Linked DNA regions of Danio rerio: region 2 is linked to region 1. A link is a contact called in public Hi-C data. All regions are on one chromosome and are shown on one strand. The core of a region is the stretch at or near the end of the contact, and the rest is flanking DNA. Distances in the headings are between cores, read along the strand shown.

Evidence for each region. Hi-C and Micro-C count contacts between places; a contact is called where the count stands out from the background.
Region 2: a Hi-C map of gastrula embryo shows a contact between it and region 1, with 4 times the contacts expected there. The contact joins the promoter of etaa1a here to the promoter of actr2a in region 1. A contact is called at or near these places in 1 of 18 Hi-C or Micro-C datasets (gastrula embryo) and 2 of 4 datasets of contacts at active chromatin or transcription factors (embryo and gastrula embryo).

What each region holds. Positions count from the first base shown.
Region 1 is chr1:54,726,832-54,731,608 of GRCz12tu, forward strand. It overlaps actr2a (actin related protein 2a), which reads left to right and starts at 2,631. Exons shown (of 9, transcript NM_213499.1): 1 at 2,631-2,718. The coding sequence starts at 2,671. atg4da (autophagy related 4D, cysteine peptidase a) reads left to right here. Exons shown (of 11, transcript NM_001423806.1): 11 at 1-1,756.
Region 2 is chr1:54,858,065-54,862,930 of GRCz12tu, forward strand. etaa1a (ETAA1 activator of ATR kinase a) reads left to right here and starts at 1,445. Exons shown (of 6, transcript NM_001111157.2): 1 at 1,445-1,923; 2 at 3,039-3,173; 3 at 3,963-4,036; 4 at 4,142-4,251. The coding sequence starts at 1,806.

The DNA.
Region 1 (4,777 bases), core at 1,381-3,880:
TAACTCGGAATTGCGACTACAACGTGGAAATGTGACTTTATAACTTGAAATAGTGACTACAACTCAGAATTGCGACTACAACTTGGAATTGCGACTTTATAACACGGAAATGCGACTAATTCGAAATTGCGACTTTATAACTCGGAATTTTGACTATAACTCGGAATTGTGACTAACTCGGAATTTTGACTATAACTCGTAATTGCAACTTCAGAATTTGGAGTTGTGACTTAACTCGAAATTGCGACTACAACTTGAAATTGTGACTTTATAACTCGGAATTGTGACTTAACTTGGAATTGCGACTTTATAACTAGGAATTGTGACTCATTTTATTTATGAGTTTTTTTTATTATTATTCAGTGGCAGGAACAGGCTTCCATAGTGCTGAGAGTTTTGACAGGAGAAATAAAGTAAAAAGTGAGGTTAATATCATTTTTGAATATTGATTTGTTAATTACACCATGAATGTTGTATGGATTCAGGAACTGATTCGTTGCTTTCTAAAATTGTTTTGAGTTTTTAAAAAAAAAGCAGTTTTCTTGATTATTTGGATTTTTTTGTGACATTATTTTCTTGACAATTAAGCAAACACTAACACCAGTGTCAGGGAGAAATAAAAATAGATCAATAAATCACTCTGCAAACTGGCATAATTTGCATGAAACATTAATAATAATAATAATAATAATATTTAATTTGATTTGATGTAGATAATTTTATGTGGAAACTTTTTTTTGCACTACATTTAATTCCTACATATTTTTAAGAAAAACTAATTTGCTTTGATTGTCGTATCAGCATGTTTTTGCATAAAATGTTTTTTTAAGAGGAGATATGCTTAATTATTTGTTTAAAAATAATAATTCTAGAAATACGCTTAATTTTCTTTATGCTTGGTTGAACCCTACATTTCTTTTGTAGAGTACACTTTAAATGTGGCATTGATTTATGAAGGGTTGATAATCGTTCTTTATCACTTTGGTTAATACACACACACACACACACACACACACGTCTCAAACACTGAATACATGATCCTGCTGTTGCATTGCTGTCTATCAGAAGCTAAACCGGTACTCTGTGTTTTACTGTGGGCTCTATAACAGGAGGATTGTGGGTAATGACACTCATTGTTGCTGTAAGATATATATGGCTGGTTGCTTCTGTAAATTGTAAATCTTGTGTGCTTGAACTGAGTGTGTTTGGTTTATTTAATAGTATTTTTTTGACGAGGACAGAGTTTAATGTTGAAAACTGTCTGTATATTTCATGTCGGATTTTTGCTTTTTCAGGTCAACGAAAGTTTGCTGTTACTGTTTGGTCTTATTTAAGCTGTTGATTTTATGTGTTTTTGATTGTGGTTATATTCGAGGAAGCAAAGCTCAACTGCTGTCACTGTGTAAACTATCACCTTTGAATCATTTTAGATGTTTGATTGTGTGTTTTTGTTTTGGATTTTCTCTTAAGGGACCAGAGAATAAAAGGTGGATTTTGCCTGTTTGAGTGGACTTTAATGTGGACTGAATGGAAATATGGACATTATGTTTAAGTATATCAGTTGTCATCGCTATCCATCTGCACTTAAAAAGACATGACATGTTTTTATACAGCAATTTTGTTGTTTGTGAGTGTAAGTCATTAAACAGGAGAGCTTTTTTGCTTGTTTTGTGTTTACTCTCAATTTCATGTAAAATTGTGATTATTATTTATAATAATTCTCATCATCGTATGGAATTTTAACGAATGTCTGTCAAAATTGGTGCAAGGAAATTATAAAGTAAGTGAAAATCTGCTCTCAAATACTTCATTTATTCATTTTCCTTCGGCATAATGTCCTTTATTAATCAGGGCTCACCACAGCGGAATGAACCGCCAACTATACCAATAAATGAAAGTACAGTTCCTAGGTATCTCATTCATTCATTCATTTTCCTTCGGCTTAGTCCCTTTACTTATCAGGCGTAATGAACCACCAACTTATTCAGCATATGTTTTACACAGGGGATGCCTTTCCTGCTGCAACCCAGTACTAGGAAACATCCATACAAATTAATACACTATTCAATTCACCTGTACCACATGTTTTGGAGTGTGGGAGAAACCGGAGCACCCAGAGGAAACACAGGGAGAACATGCAAACTTCACACAGAAACACCAACTGACCCAGCCTGGGCTCGAACCAGCGACCTTCTTGCTGTGAGGCAACAGTGCTAACCACTGAGCCACCATGTGGCCCCTCCTAGTCATATCAGCCTAGAAAATAGCAACTTTTTATTTTTTTGTCAACCTTAGTACACACCTTAGTGTAACTATTGAAGAGTCGCGCTTTAAATATGAAAGTTAAATATGCTAACGGTCTAATCGCATTTAATTATTTATGCTAAGCTAAGCTAAAGGTGCTCCCGCCATATCTGGAGATCGGCTGAATGTTTCACAATATGGTGAAACTCACCCGTTTAACTCTTGTGGAGTTGTAAAATGAGCCTATTTCTTAAAAATAAAAACATAAACAGCGTTCCATCAATACATAAACAGTAGCGTAAACGCTTTTATTTTGTCTGACTCTTATTTTGAAGCGGTGTGAAGGGCAGGGCTGTGACTTCCGCCTGGCCGAGAACAGCGGCGGCGGTGCAGAGATCAGGGCGGATTCACCGAGTCTGGACAAAAATGGACAGCCAGGGCAAAAAAGTGGTGGTCTGTGACAACGGGACAGGGGTGAGTGTGAAAGCGGACTCTCAGCGACCCCGTCCGGTGTGAACAGCGCGTTTTCTTCGCGACTGTATACAATTAAATGACGACTTGCAGGAAAAAGATGCAGCGGAACAGGAAGTGAAGTGATGGCAGCTTATTTTACACACTGATTACCTGTGATTTACACACTGTGGAGAAATACCCGATCAGGTGCACGAAAACCATTGTTAATATAGATATTAAATAGTGCTGCGTGTTTATGTTTATGTCATTGTGTGTATGTAATGACATGAATCGCATATTTCATTGATTGTTTTATGAGGTCGCAGTATGAGCGTGCGTAAAGAACGAAAAACAGTGAAATGCGCATTAAAATTAACGTTGCGTGTGTGTTCGTGTCGCTAAAAAGAAAGAGAAATGATCACGAACTCACTTCCGAGTTTGCAATCTCACATCTGGCCGAGAGAGGAAGTGACGTACTAGACAGAGTATAGAAACCAACGCATTCCATCATCATTCTCCATAAAACCGAACTTGTTGTGATATTTAAATAATGTTGTGGCAAATATCTCGCAAAAACCGTGTTATTTATGTGGGCGGAAGCAACAGCTATTTCACACAGTTATACCAAAAAAAATGCGGAAAAATCTGTAACGTTTTGTATGAATTATCATATAATCTAAAAAACCGAGTGGTGTTATCATAATAATACATGTTCATATTCCTCCCAAAACCACCAACACTGAGGTGAATTTGGTTTTATATTCGCAAATTAGTTCAATGATAGCTCCCTCCCTATATTGTTTACTATGGTTTACATTTACATTTAGTCATTTAGCAGACGCTTTTATCCAAAGCGACTTACAAATGAGGACAAGGAAGCAATTTACACAACTAAGAGCAACAATGAATAAGTGCTAAAGGCAAGTTTCAGGTCTGTAAAGTCTAAGAAGGGAAGTATTAGTAGTATTAGTATTTTTATTTTTATTTATTATTATTATTATTATTTTGGGTACAGTTAGTGTGATATTCAGAGAGGCAATTACAGATTAGGAAGTGTAGTGGAGAGTAAATAGTTGAGTTTTTAGTCGTTTCTTGAAAGTAGCGAGTGACTCTGCTGTTCTGATGCAGTTAGGGAGTTCATTCCACCAACTGGGCAGATTGAGCGTGAGTGTTCGAGAAAGTGATTTCTTCCCTCTTTGGGATGGAACCACGAGGCGACGTTCATTCACAGAACGCAAGTTTCTGGAGGGCACATAGATCTGCAGAAGCGAGAGCAGATAAGAAGGAGCAAGGCCAGAAGCCACTTTGTAGGCAAACATCAGAGCTTTGAATTTGATGCGAGCAGCAACTGGCAGCCAGTTCAAACGGATGAGCAGCGGAGTGACATGTGCTCGTTTAGGTTCATTGAAGACCACTCGTGCTGCTGCATTCTGGAGCAGTTGAAGAGGCTTGATAGAGTTAGCTGGAAGCCCCGCTAGTAGAGAGTTGCAGTAATCCAGTTTGGAGAGAACAAGAGCTTCAACAAGGAGTTGAGCTGCATGTTCAGAAAAGAAGGGTCGGATCTTTCTGATGTTATAGAGTGCGAATCTGCACGATCGAGCAGTTCTAGAAATGTGGTCAGAGGAGTTTAGTTGGTTGGATATTCGGTCAGAAGTCACATGTAAGTACGACTTCAAAACAACATTAGCACAATTCATTTGACTGTGAACAGTGTTGTACATTGACCGTCTTTGGCTGCTAATATAATTTCCAAAGAAATCACAGGATTGGCAAAGAATACTTTTCTGAATTTAAATTATTAACCTTCCTGTCGTGTTCGACACGACAGGAACAATGTACAACTTAAATCACTCATAAACATTGTGTTTTACATCTGATTGCCTCAAGGCTTTATGATATCCTCCATGCTATACACTTGAACTTATAAAAGTGACGATCATCTCTTTCATTGAATTTTGAGTGTTTTAATCAATTCTGTTACACCTGTGGTGTTCCAGGTCAAAAGTGACCGCCATAGGAAATAAATGGGTATCCAGGCTATATTCATTCAGCAGACAGAACATCTCCACACACACTACCC
Region 2 (4,866 bases), core at 195-2,694, 130 kb after region 1:
TTGTCTGTAGTGTATGTGTGTGTGTGTGGATGTTTTCCAGTGATGGGTTGCAACTGGAAGGGCTGGATAAGGAATGTGCTGGATAAGGATTGGCAGTTGGCAGGACAGCTGTTGCTAAGTGGTTTCTAGGCAGTTGCTAAAATGTTTATGTTCATTGCGAGGTGGTTTCCAAGCATTTGCTAACGTAAACTGGGTTGCTACATGTATATGTTTGATCAAATCCTAATACTAAGTAAGCATTTCTAGCATATTATTGCACTTAGATAATCATTAATAGCATGTAGCTAATTGTTTATTGTTATTGTTTGGCTAAAACAATTACCTAAAATTCATTGACAAACTTTGATGTTTATGTGAGAAAACCAACGTGACTGTTCTAGGGCTGGGAATCCCTGCTGAAAAATCCAGCTTAAACCAGCCTAGGCTGGTTGGCTGGTTTTAGCTGGTTGACCAGCCTGGTTTTAGAGGGGTTTTGGCCATTTCCAGGCTGGTTTCCAGCCATTTCCAGCCTATTAGTTGGTCAGGCTGGAAAATGACCAGCCAAATCCAGCTAAAACCAGCTTGACCAGTCTGGTTTAAGCTGGATATAGCTGGTTTTGGCTGGACTCCCAGCTTGGCTAGGCTGGTCAAGCTGGTTTTAGCTGGTTATCTCCCAGCCTGACCAGCTAAGACCAGGCTGGAAATGGCTGGAAACCAGCCTGGAAGTGGCCAAAACCCCTCTAAAACCAGCCTGGTTGACCAGCTAAAACCAGCCAACCAGCCTAGGCTGGTTTAAGCTGGATTTTTCAGCAGGTATGGCAGTTGGCAGGAAGCACAGTGGTTGCTAGCCAATTGCTAAAATATTTATGTCATTGCTAGGTGGTTGCTTAGCATTTGCTAACCAACTGAGTTGCTAAATGTAAATGCTTGATTAAATCCTAAGCATTTCTAGCATGTTCTTGCACTTAGATAATCATTAATAGCATGTAGCTAATTGTTATTAGCATTTGGCTAAAATTAGAACCTAAAATTCGTTGACGAACTTTGATGTTCACATGAGAAAGCCAACGTGATGGCGCTAGGACTGAATGGCAGTTGGCAGTGGTTGCTAGACAGTTGCTAACATAAACTGGCTCGCTAAATGTACATGTTTGATCAAATCCTAATACTTAGTAAGCATTTCTAACATATTACACTTAGATAATCATTAATAGCATGTAGCTAATTGTTATTAGCATGTAGATAATTGTTATCATTTGGCTAAAACTAGAACCTAAAGTTGTTGACGAACTTTAATGTTCGCGTGAGAAAGCCAACGTGACTGCGCTAGGACTGGGAATGGCAGTTGGCAGGAAGCACAGCGGTTGGTGGTTGCTAGAGAGGGATCTGGCTGCAGACCTGGTGCAGTGCAATCTGAGCTGCATCCACTGCTTTTTAATAGGCTCACCTAACCCTACCCGTCACAGTGACCAAAACCCCTCTAAAACCAGCCAACCTGCCTAGGCTGGTTTAAGCTGGATTTTTCAGCAGGGATACTTGGTCAAAGAAGACGGAATACTAATAGTAATATGTTTAACAGGATAACAGTATGCTGACTCTTCAAGTCAACGTAAACATAAAAAAAATCGACAGCATGCGTAGAAGCTGCGCACATCTGACGTTCTCGAGCGCATATCCGCAATGAATCCTGGGAGGAACTTCGTCTTTGGCGGAATGTTTGAAAGATTTATACAAGTCCAGGATCATGATGGCAGCGGAAAACGCAAATAATGTTACACCAACTCGGTGACAGATCGCACTGTGGACATATCGAGCAATACTGTAACATGGAGTCCAGAGGCAGTCAGGAGCAAAATGAAATCGCCAAACTGACGCAGATGAAGTCGAAAGTAAACAGACTGAAGCGGAGCCCGAAAGCAGCAGCGCCACTAAACAAAAACACAGGTACAAACTCCATTTTATACAACCAAAACACACACAATAATGTATTTCTGGGCTTTATGTTGTATACAAACTCATTAACGACCATTTATATTGATAAAATGAATATAATATTGTGATATAGTGATGTAATATAGGCATTCATGTTGATCTTAGTAACGTTAGCTTCTAAATTTAGCAACTGTCAGGTAAGAAAGACTTTTGTTTTATTGAGGTGAAGTGGGTTTTATATTCCCACATTTGTTCATTTTTGAACAGTGACAACTTGTGACACGGTGCCTATATTGTTTACCACGCTACTTTGAATATTCGAGCTGAAGTAGCAAGCAAGTATGGCTTCAGAACAACATTAGCACTATTTGACTGTGAACAACATGATTTCCCTATTTAGAATTTGCAAATAAAACATTTATGAAATGATATTATTAAGGAGAAAATCTAAATGTGCAAATATAAAACCCACTTTACACTTTACCTCAAGTGTTTTTTTTCTAAAACATTACAGCACACTTAGAGCATGAAAAAATTAGTACTTTTATAAGTGAAATACTGCACAACTTTTTAATTGGTTAATGGTCAGTGAGAAAAAAAACTTAATAATTTAAAAACCCCTGCACTATATATATATATATATATATATATATATATATATATATATATATATATATATATATATATATATATATATATATATACTTAAAATGCACTTAAAAGTATAGTTTTAATATGTTTTTACTCTTTAATGTGCATAGATTTCAATACCAACACCATTTGTGATAACTGCTAGCAATTTATACATTGAAAATGTAAAACAAATAAAAATAAAAAAAAAACAGAAAACAAGTCATTACTGTCAGGCCGAACTTAAAAAAACTAGCTAAAATATGACACGTTTTCATGTTTTTAAAATAGGTAAAATTTTGCCAAAAAAGTGGAATCAAATCATGTGTAAAAAGGTGTAACAATTTTTTGTTAGTATAAAATAGATTTATTAAAAGAAATTAAAAATGTATACTTGTTTGCATTTGTCACAGCTAACATGTTCACACAAATGAAAAAGAATTAGACAAAAATTTCCATAAAGATGTACACGGATTAAAACTCTTATTTTTTTATAGCTGAGTTCAAAACTCCAACACGTCCAGCAAGAGGTCAGTTCAGAAGACTGATCCCCGATGACTCCCCCAGCAATGACCCTGACTGCCATCAGGACATTGTATGGGACACAACATCTCCATCACCCATTCGGCATGGTACGTGTGTCTGCTAGAATTGTGCATCCTTTAAAGGGGACCTATTATGTAACAGTTTACAACATTTAAAATGAGTCTCTGATGTCCATAGGGCAGTGTTTCCCAAACCTGTTCCTGAAGGCACACCAACAGTACACATTTTCAACCTAATCTAACACACCGGAATCAACTCAACTCATCAGAACATAAGAAGAGACTCCAAAATCTGAGTTAAGGGCTCAGATAACGGAGACCCCCAAAATAAGTCCTGTTGGTGTGCCTCCTGGAACAGACTTGGGAAACACTGCCATGGGGTGTGTATGTGAAGTTCAAAATACCACACTAATGATGTTTTATAACTCTTTAGGCTTTCAATTTGGTGACTGTCATTTTAAATTTAAATGGTATTGTGCTATTTTCAGAAGAGAGCGGAGCCTATGTGGCAGCATAGTGGCATAGTTATAATGCTTCTTAGTCCCTGACATAATCTTCAGCAGGTGAAAACTAATGGCGGACGGCTGCTTCTCATTCAGGCCTGTCTATGCAAATGAGGAAGCGGTCATCACTAACGGGCGGGGCTTTTTCCCACTGATGACACGTACAAAGGGAGAATATCAATCAGAAGTGTTTCTGCAGTCTGTTTTAATTAAGTATGATTATAAACAAATATTAATAAATACTTATCATCAGAAGCTGGTTATATTCACACACCCTTGCCACACTTCTTTGTTCAAACCCCTTATAAAAGTGATTTTTGCATAATAGGTCCCTTTTAAACACTGTATCATCAGTGTGTTTCATTATTTTCAGGTCGTGGACAAAGGAGAGCTGCAAATGTCCGAGCGGTGGATATATCTGACATTGCCAATCGGATCGCTCCTAAGGTTTGCTTGAGGAACATTATTAATTAAATCCATCAGAATGTCTCTAGTGATTGGTCAAGTGCTGTACTGTTGTTTATTTATTGATTTTGTTATTTTGCTATATAGAGTGGCAGATTAGAGGAAGCGGACTCTTCTTTACTGCAGTGGATTGGTGATAGTGCCATTCCCTGCACACCAGAAGTACAACAAAACAAAGTCAAGCACACGACCACAAAGTAAGCCACTCTTACAGTATTTATCATGGATAAATGTTGGATTTATGCATTTTTTTCATTTAAATAAAGCAATTTATGCAACTTCTAATCTAAAACAAATTCATGTTAATAATTAATTTTCGGTTTCTAAAAACTTGCGAGTATTTCAGGATGAAGTAATGAAAAAATATTGACATAAACACATCAAATGCAATAAACAAATTATGTTGCAGTATATAAGGGTGCGTTCACACTTGTAATTCAATTCTGTTGGACCAAAGAAGACCATGTTTATACAGCATTCACTACAAAAAATTTGTACAAAAAAGTTTAAATACATTTTTATATATATATATAAACAATTATATTTTTTAGTCAGATTTATTAGCCCCCCTTTGATTTTTATTTTTTATTTTTTAAATATTCCCCAAATTGTTTAGCAGAGCAAGGAAACTTTCACAGTATGTCGGATATTTTTTCTTCTAGAGCAAGTCTTTTTTGTTTTATTTCAGCTAGAATAAAAGCAGTTTTTAATAAACATTTTAAGGACAAAATTATTAGCCCCTTTTTTTTTTTTTTTTTTGATTGTCTACAGAACAAACCATTGTTATTCAATGACTTGCTTAGTTATCCTAA